2 separate regions of the Ovis aries genome follow, and region 1 is linked to region 2. Evidence: chromatin contacts called from public Hi-C data. All regions are on one chromosome and are shown on one strand. Each heading gives the region's core, a stretch centred on a gene start, on an enhancer-like site or on the middle of the called end of the contact. The rest is flanking DNA. Distances are from core to core; before and after follow the strand shown. Region 1 has its middle 280 kb from the start of JARID2. Region 2 holds the start of JARID2 (jumonji and AT-rich interaction domain containing 2).

Evidence for each region. A called contact is a pair of places that touch in the nucleus more often than the background predicts.
Region 1: a Hi-C map of liver shows a contact between it and region 2, with 2.8 times the contacts expected there. The contact joins the enhancer-like site here to the promoter of JARID2 in region 2. A contact is called at or near these places in 2 of 16 Hi-C or Micro-C datasets (liver and muscle).

What each region holds. Positions count from the first base shown.
Region 1 is chr20:41,189,044-41,193,248 of ARS-UI_Ramb_v3.0, reverse strand. No RefSeq gene overlaps it. Among named protein-coding and RNA genes, the nearest start is that of JARID2, 280 kb to the right of the region's middle. Within about 2 kb of position 2,913, at least 1 of the 54 cell types and tissues checked has an H3K27ac peak or open chromatin away from gene starts, as enhancers often do. A contact at or near this core is called in liver, where this site is marked.
Region 2 is chr20:40,904,229-40,909,064 of ARS-UI_Ramb_v3.0, reverse strand. It overlaps JARID2 (jumonji and AT-rich interaction domain containing 2), which reads left to right and starts at 1,470. Exons shown (of 19, transcript XM_042236974.2): 1 at 1,470-1,646; 2 at 3,253-3,456. The coding sequence starts at 3,412.

The sequences.
Region 1 (4,205 bases), core at 1,664-4,163, 280 kb before region 2:
GTGGTCTGGGGCCCAGCCGTGTCAGCACCAGCTAGGAGAAGATCAGAAACACAGACAGAGGCTCAGACCCAGCCCCAGAGAGACTGAACCAGAATCTGCATTTGAATGACCTCTGGATGGGTGGACCTGAAATTGTTGTTGTTGTTGTTCAGTCGCTCAGTCATGTCCAACTCTTTGCAACCCCACGGACTGCAGCATACCAGTCTTTCCTGTCCCTCATCAACTCTCAGAGTTTGCCCACGTTTATGTCCATTAAATGACAGACTCTCCACCTACATTCTCTCTGTTATTCCTAAGAACAAATTGCTGTCTTATCTCCTTTGTACAGATTAAGAAACTGTGGCTCAGAGAGGTTAAATAATTTGCCCAAGACTACACAGCTACTTTGTGACAAATCGTCTGAGCCTCAGTCTGGTGGATTTCAGTTATTGTCTTTTCCACTGCATTGTTTTTGTCATGGCACGCGTGCTCAGTCGTGTCCCACTCTCCATGACCCTGTGGACTGTAGCCTGCCAGGCTCCTCTGTCCTTGGAAGTTTCCAGGCAAGGATACTGGAGTGGGTTGCCGTTTCCTTCTCCAGGGGATCTTCCCCACTCAGGGACTGAACCCTCATCTCCTGTGTCTCCTGCATTGGCAGGCAGGTTCTTTTACCACTGAGCCACGTGGAAGGCCCACTGCCTACTTGAAGCCCAATTCAGAAGGGAGAGAGGGGCAGTCTAGCAACAGGACACACTGGGAGATGTGGGAAGACATGCAGCTGAGCCACTGTCTGACCATCTGTCAGCGGGTGATGGAGGCCGGGGGGCTAGCGACCAGGACAGGAATCCATTTCTGCAGGCACAGGGAGACAGGTGAGAACAAACCCAAACCCTAGTTCTTAGGAGTCTGGAGCACTGGGCAGGGCCATGGGGGAGAGACTGACCCCACCTTGCATCAGGAGAGAGGCACAGCCCAGCCAGGACTGGACCCCACTCGGCAGGCTGGAAGCAAACTGGTCTAGGGGCTTCATTCCAGAGCATCAAACTGGATCTCCTTAAATCCTTCCTGCCTCTGTCAACCCGGGCCCAAAAGGAAGAGGCAGTGGACACGTGCTCCAGATGGGGAAGGGAGCTCTGAGAAGATGCTGGTTGAAGTCACTGCTGGATCAGGGTGAGGGGGTGGTGACAGGTTCCCAAAGGCACAGGCAGCTACTGGGTCTCTGCTACACTGTGGGGACAACCTCTATATCTGCCCTCACAGCTCAGGGAGCACTGGGCGGAGGCTACAGGGCTCTGAGAGGGGTGAATCCCAGATGCGACGGGAACCCCCGCAGATAGTCTCCATGGAGCCCCCCCAGTCTTCCCAACTTCCTGCAAAGGTATAGGCTGTTTTAAAATGAGATCCTCCATGCATGTCTGTGGCGGAGAAAACGTTATTGAAAAACTGCCTCTGCCTTTCTACTAAATATCCAGAAAGCAACAGAGGGACAGGAGAAAGGCATGTGCCGGTCATTTGGCAAAGCTTTTCAGACTGCTTTTCTGTTTTTCTGTTTTGTGAGCTCTGGGGTCCACTGAGACTTCCACAATCAAACAAGGATCCCGTTCCTTAAGACTCTGCAAGTCTTCTTTCCAAATGTCAGAACACAGGCCTCGAGCCGAGCCATCACGCTCCGAGGCCTTTTCTAAGGCGAAGGCTGCAGTAGTCTCTGGCTAGTCTTCTGTGCGTCCCTCCCATTGGCCCCTGACCTGTCTTGTGGAGTCAGCGCTTTCACCCTGTCATTCCCTTGCAGAGGAACTTCTGCTGCTGCGGGGGGCACGTCCGAACTTGGATATGCTTCTGAGGCCTTCCGTCAGCAGGCCCACTTCACCCCAGAACTCTTGGTGTTTGCTGTTCCCTCTCCCAGAGCAGATTTTAGCCAAGCCGAGCTCCTTGGTGCCCCCGAGCTTTTCTACCACAATTGTTCCCACCAGCAGTGCTCTCCTTGACAAGCCAAACCTACACAGGAGTGAAACCAAGCCAAGGCCAAAGTCATATGGCAGCACACCCACGAGCTGGGTGGCCTCTGCTCAGCTGTGAGTACTGCACGGAGATGGGGGGCATGGTGAGCTGGAGGCTGTTCAACCACAGGCTCTCCAGGGGACACAGGTATGTGCTTGTGTATACATGCATTGTGTATACATACAAGTTGGCAGAGAATCCGCCAGCAATGCAGGAGACCCCGGTTCGATCCCTGGGTTGGGAAGATCCACTGGAGAAGGGATAGGCTACTCACTCCACACCCGGGCTTCCCTTGTGGCTCAGCTGGTAAAGAATCTGCCCGCAATGCGGGAAACCTGGGTTTGATTCCTGGGTTGGGAAAATCCCCTGGAGAACCGAAAGGCTACCCACTCCAGTATTCTGGCCTGGAAAATTCCATGGACTGCAATCCATGGGGTTGAAAGAGTTGGACACGACTGAGTGACTTTTACTTCATACATGCATTGGTTTATTATAAATACACATAAATAAATGCCCTATAGTCAACTGATTCTCACAGATGCTTCCACCGATTTTCCGCAAATGCTCATGCCTATTGCCAACCCTTCGGTGGCAACTGACAAACAAGGATACTTCTGACACATATGCTCTGACACATATGACACATTTTTATTTAAATAAACAAGAAGACAATGAAACTACCAAGATCTATGTCAGATCTTCACTTATTTGTCCCTGATAAACAAGAGCAACCACTCTGGAATCAGATCATAGTTCTCAAATACTACATTTTCTCAATTTTTGGTGCTATCACAATGTAACGGCTACCCACGGGCACGCTTTAAAGTTTTATCTGTGTTTTTAACATTGCCCACATTGCTTTCTCAAGTGCAGGCCAAAGGTCAACAGACTTCTCCTCTAAAGGGACAGATGATAAATTTTGCCAGCTTTGTGAGCCACCCCTGCCCCTCCCATGTGACAGCAGCCACGGAAAACAGGTCAGTGAATGAGCACAGCCCTGTTCCAGTAAAACTTTTACAAAAACAGGAGGGGGCCCGGGTTTGGCCCACAGGCTGCTTTTTGCCAACCCTCTGTCTAAACAAACACGGAAACGATGAATCAAACCCTAATTTGTGGTGTTTGTTTACAAATCAGCGTACTCTGGTGGATTTCAGGCTCTCAAAGAAGGAGGAGCTGCAGGAGCTGGCCAGGGTGCCGGGGGCAGTGGGTGGGGGGGAGCTGGGGAGCGATGAACAGCAACACATCATTACACAATATAATGTTTCCACCTGGATTCGCTTCTTGGGGCTGCCTCCCAGGACACCAGAGATGAGGTGCCTTCAACCAGAGTTGTGGGGACTGGGAAGCCTCAGATCAAGGTGTCAGCAGAGTGGTTCTTTTCCAGGGCTGTGATGGATAACCAGTTCCAGGCCTGCCTCCCACCTTCTGGGGATTGCCTGGCCGTCTCTGGCATTCCTTGGCTCCTGCAGCATCGCCCTGATCTTTCTCTCCATGTTCACATGGTGTTCTCTCCGTATGTAAGTCTGTGTCCAAATTTCCATTTTTTATAAGGACATCAGGCATATCGGATGAATGGACCACCCTAATGACCTCATCTTCACTAGTTACATCTGCAAAAGCCCTATTTCTGTATAAGGTCACATTCTGAGACTGGTAGATTAGCACTTCACATATGAACGTGGGGAGTTAATTCAACCCGTGAGATCACTGAGCAATTATAATATTTGTAAGAAACTCTAGAGCACAGATAATAGAAAAACATAGCCAATACTAGGCAATTGATGCATTTGAGCTTTAACTTTGTTTTCATATAATTTGTTAAATTGTAAATTTGTATAAGACTTACACAGTTTAATTCATAATCATAATAGATGCCTTTAGCAACTGGCAAGCAAAATTTGTGTAAAGGTGTCCATCGACGCTCTCAAACCCATTTGAGCTGACTTTAGCACACACTGGATGAGAGGAGTGTGGCCTATGGACAAGGGCCCCTCATAGCAGTTATGTCCCCTCAAGGCCTAGAACAAGGGAACCCAACCCAAGGCTCTTCCACCTCTATCTTGTCTTCCTCTAGCAGGAGGAACCCAGGAAGAACCGAGTGTAAACACCAGTCATTTTCCCCACCCCTCCAGCCTTCTCCAGTCACCTCAGATCCTCAGCTTTGCTTGGCCAAACCTTATTTATTCCTCCACAGAGAAGAGAACAGGTTCTCCTTGTGTTCAGCCGGG
Region 2 (4,836 bases), core at 221-2,720:
TGAGGTCTTCCCCCACCCTCCTATCCCTCACACCACGACTTGAAGAGGTCAAGATAAGTGCTGGAAGAGGTTAAAATCATTAGGAGAAAGAGTGATAATTCACTGATAGAGGACGAAAAAGAGGGGTAAAAAGACAGGAAAGGTAAAAGGAAGTTCATCAGGAGATAGTTGCTTCCACAACAGGAAAAGCTTTCAACCCCTAAAAAGACCAGTCTATTTTCCCTTTCAGGGAAAACAACATGAATGTTATCCAAATCTTTTGGAAATGAGCAAATTCCTTCCTTTCGCTTGCCCTCCAGCCTCAACTAGAATGGTTTTTATGTGGTGACCTGGAGTTGGTAGCTCAGCAGGGGAGTTCTCCGCCTGGGGATGGAGAAGCCTAGCCTCAGAGGCTAGCTGAGAGAACCTAGAAGAAACCCACCTTTGTTCTTAAGAATTTTGCCTGGGGAAGGGCAGATCTGACATTAAACCTCCTGAGAGCTGGCTAAAACCCTGAGTGTGAAGTGGAGGCTGCCAGTATACAGGTCATAATAATCAGAAAGTCTCTTGAAACCACCTCATTGTAAAAAGTCACTTGTATAAAGTCACTTGGGTGGCCAGTATGGAAAAATGTAATCTGTTCTATTGGGTCCTTCAGGATATGTGCCATATGAAGGCACAGAAGGTCATTTATTTTTATGACTGAAATCAACATATGACACATTATTTCAATTTTGAAAGCAGATCTTTTAAAAAAAGGTAAAGTCATAATTAAAAAGCATTTTAAAATAGCGCTTTATTGAGAATTCCCCTGTGGCCCAACCGTTAGGACTGTGATTCCACTTCAGGGCCACGGGTTCCATCCCTGATCAGGGAACTAAGATCCAGCATACCATGCTGTGCAGCAAAGGCAAAACTTTATCTGATTTACTGAAATCTTTTAATAACGTGTCTGTTTTTTAGCTGGGCTAACACTATTACATAATCCACTCCATAAGATGTGATGATCACTAATTTGTTGATGAAATCGACCAGCTCAGACAGGCCATCCTGTACCTTTTAGGAAAGGGCCCTGGGTGGTGTGACAGGTCTCTCACCTCCAGTTTCGGAGACCTTTCTAGACACTCCTCAAACACTTCAAACACTGCTGCGGATAAAACCTAACGATTATGATACTTCCGACATAAGGAGAATCTAGGGGATGGGAAGGAGAATTGAATGTATAGGAATGAGTATGAAGGCGTACTTAATTTCACTTCTCGTTTCTTAAAAGAACTGCCCGAGAGGAGATCCTTTAAAACATCACTGCTCTACACATACGGTGCGAATAAGGAAATTAACAATGCAGACCGGCTAAGAGAGACTTGAAGTAGCTAATAAAGCGAAGGCCGAAGAGATACACCGGGACCGCCTCCTTCATTTAGATCAACGATTAAATGAGCACAACAGGGGGCAGAGGCAGGTAGAACGCGGGTTCTCGCGTGGCTACCGCGGGTGGTATTCCCGGCAATCGGCGTTCCAGACGCTTCCTCGCGGTGTGCGGGTCTGTGTGGCTCGGACTCCATATTCCACTCGTTTCCCCTCAACGTTGTAGCCTCGCTAACAGGCACTCCAGACGCAAGAGACGCCGGGACCAGCCAAGATCCAGCGCGATCTCTTAAAAGACGGTGATTTTTTTTTTTTGTAGGAGGCGGCGGCCGGGGCTTCCCTTTTGGGGTCCCCCCACCCCCGACGCCGTTCTCGCCCGCCAGGCCGCGTGCCGCGCCGGGAGGTGGCCTTTCCGCGAGGTGACCTCGGGCTCCCCCCGAGCCCGACCGCAGCACGCTCCGTGTGGAGACGCGAGGCGGTGTCCTGAGGTGACACCGGCTGTGCCGCCGAGGCAGCAGGCGCCGCCGATCAACTAGTTCGCACCGAGGATTCCTCTTGGTGCGTGGCCCAGTTTTCCTCAGGACGGGCTCCAACCCCTAGCCGACACCGCCCCCCGCGCCGCCACGCTCCGAGGCCTTCCCCCGGGACGCGGCGCGTCCCTCCCCCGCCGCTCGGCGCGGCGCGCGCGCGATTCCTCGATTCCACAGGCGGTTCGCGCCGCGGGTGGGGGCGGGGCGCGCGGGGAGGGGGCCGGCCGCCGCGGGGGGAGGGGGGCCGTGGTCGGGGGGCGGGGGCGGGCCGGCGTGGGGAGTTCCTCGCTCGCGGACCACACGCTCTGCGGGCCAATCCCGAGCCAGCCTCGCTCAGTGTCACACGCGGGACACGTCCAAGCGTTTGTTGGCAGGGCCGGCGAGGGGGGCGGGGGCGGGGAGGAGGGGAAGGGAGTTGAGTGACAGGCTTGCGGGGCAGGCTGGGAATTGTAGTTCCCAGCGCTCATGGCCATAGCCATTTTGTAGTCGGGGGACTACAACTTCCAGAAGATCAAGGGGACCATTCTAAGGTGCCCCGGGAATAGGCGGCTCTCCCCGGGGCCAGGAGTCCTGGGGCACTGGCACCCAGCAGCCCGGCTGCAGGTAGACACGAGGCGTGGCGGGGTCTAGCGTTGTGGCGGCCGAGGGGTGAGCGGCAAGCTGGGGAAAGGGGGTGAGGTGGAGCGACCGAGCGTGCCATGCATTGAGCTAGGGAGCCTCTCTCAATTCCAGTCTTAGGCTTGGCGTGGGAGCGATGCCTGCGGGGTGGCCCTAGAAGGGTTTGTCGAGGCCTCTCGGGTATCTCGTCGACGGGGCCGTGAGGGTCCTCTGGGCTGGGCCAGGGGCGGTCGGCACCGGAGTAGGCGGGCTCCTGGTGGCCCAGCTGTGGGAGTTTTCGGCTGGCGTCCGGCGGGGAATTATCCGAGGAGCCCTAACTTGTATAAAAGCAGAGTCCATTTAAAGTTGGGCTGGATAGCCTCTATCTCATTGGTTAGGGGGCTTGGAAAAAAGAGACTCGGCGAGCCCTCGCTGTGGTGCTGCCGCCGCCGCCGCCGCCGCCGCCGCTGGAGTTGACTCTTCTGCTCGCACTGCTGCTGCAGCACAAACGTGACTTCCAACATTTTTTATTTATCTTTCCCTTTTCTTTTCCAAGATGTAACTACAGCTCAGACACTAAGGACCTTCACGTTTCGCTGATGTAGTTTTTGGAGGAAAAAGGGGGGGGAGTGAAGGGCGTCGGTTTTTTTTGTGTGTGTGTGTTTCGGGGGAAATTTTCCATTATGAGTGTTTTACTAAAGTGAATTTTTTTTTTTGTTTGCTTCGTCTTTGGCTTTTTTTTTTTTTTTTCCCTTCCCAATTTCGGATTTATTTCAAGGCGAATCGGGCTTTGGGGAAAGAGGAAGAAAAGTCGGATTACAAGATCAGCCTCCACCAACAACAATAAAAACCACCAGGATATTTTTTTGCAAATTTCTGACGGCTTTAAATTCATGAAGCAATTGTCCCCTTTTGCAATCAGCATTTGGATCTCAGAATGAGCAAGGAAAGACCCAAGAGGAATATCATCCAGAAGAAATACGTAAGTGCTCCTAACAACACATCCTTTGACTTGTAGTTTTAAGCAATGGCTGTGAATGTCAAGTTTATAGATAATTCTGCAGCTGAAGGGTTTGAAACACAGCGTCCGATAAGGCTGTTTCTTTCTTTTCTGAAAGAAGGCTTTTCAGGCAAAGTCGTGTCTGCCTAGTTTGGATGAAAAAACAGATTGGTGTAGCGATACCTCCAGTGAATAAATTGACCTCGAATGACACAACCATAATCTAGTTTTAGATGAAAGGCAGGGGATTTTGGTGGAGCCTACTCGGGGAGGTGGGGGCTGCGGTAATATAACTAAACTGCATTCTCGGGCGGATTTGTCCCCATATTGCACTTTGCATGCAAATGAGTCTGTTATTATTATTAATGTTATTTGGGAAATCGTGTAACGCGTGTGTGTTGGAAGACCTTTAAGTTGCAATCGAGGGTCCGATTATGGCGATCTTGTTCCTTGCACTGGCACATCAAATTTAATATATGTGGTCGTTTTGGCTTATTTGGTTCGCGACATAAACCAGTTGGGAATCATGTTACAGGGAATGCATTTGTTGGGATTGACTTTAATAATGGGACTGGTTTTGTTTAAAAATTCATGGTTTCCAGTTTTAGGGGAAAAAGACATAGAATATAGTTAACGTTTTTAAGTAGGCATGTGAATGTAAATGTAAGTGACTACAATTAATTTCTCCCAGTTAACTGGGCTTCTGAAATTTGGTGATTATCCCGAGATTTAAATGGTTTGGAATAGTTAAATTTGTTTTGTGCATAGTACAGCTACGTTTTGATTGGCATGGGGAGTGTTTTTGTTTTGTGTGTGGTGGCTCTTTTTTTTTTTTAAGTTTGGGGGGAGGGAGAGGAGAGGGGGGACCGAGGATTAACCAAATATGCACTCGAGTGATCGGTGATTAGCTGCATGCTTTAAATCAAAGAACCCATTAAAAAAAGAAAAGGCCGAATGAACACACATTAGGAATAATGCAATGTTATAAGAAAGTTTGATTTAACTCGGGTGGACAAATTGGTGTTAATATTTTTCCTTTTTGAGCAGTGTGATGTGTGTAATGGGAGATGACCTTCGGGGCACTGGTTTTTTAAAAAATAGATTTAATGGAAAAGCTGAATACCTCTTCTTGAGGGCTGATCCTAACCTAGACACGTAAACTTCAACTATGAAAGAAATGCAAGGTTAAATAATCAAGCCCAACTTAAAACGCTGCTCCCTAAAGAATTTAAGAATTAAAATACATCCGCATTGCAGAGGGCTGAGGAGAATGCAAAAGACTAGTTTAAACTCGGGCTGTAGAAACTGCAGGGAGACAAGCTTGCCTGCGAGCGTGGACCCCTTCCCGGGGCACGTCCGATC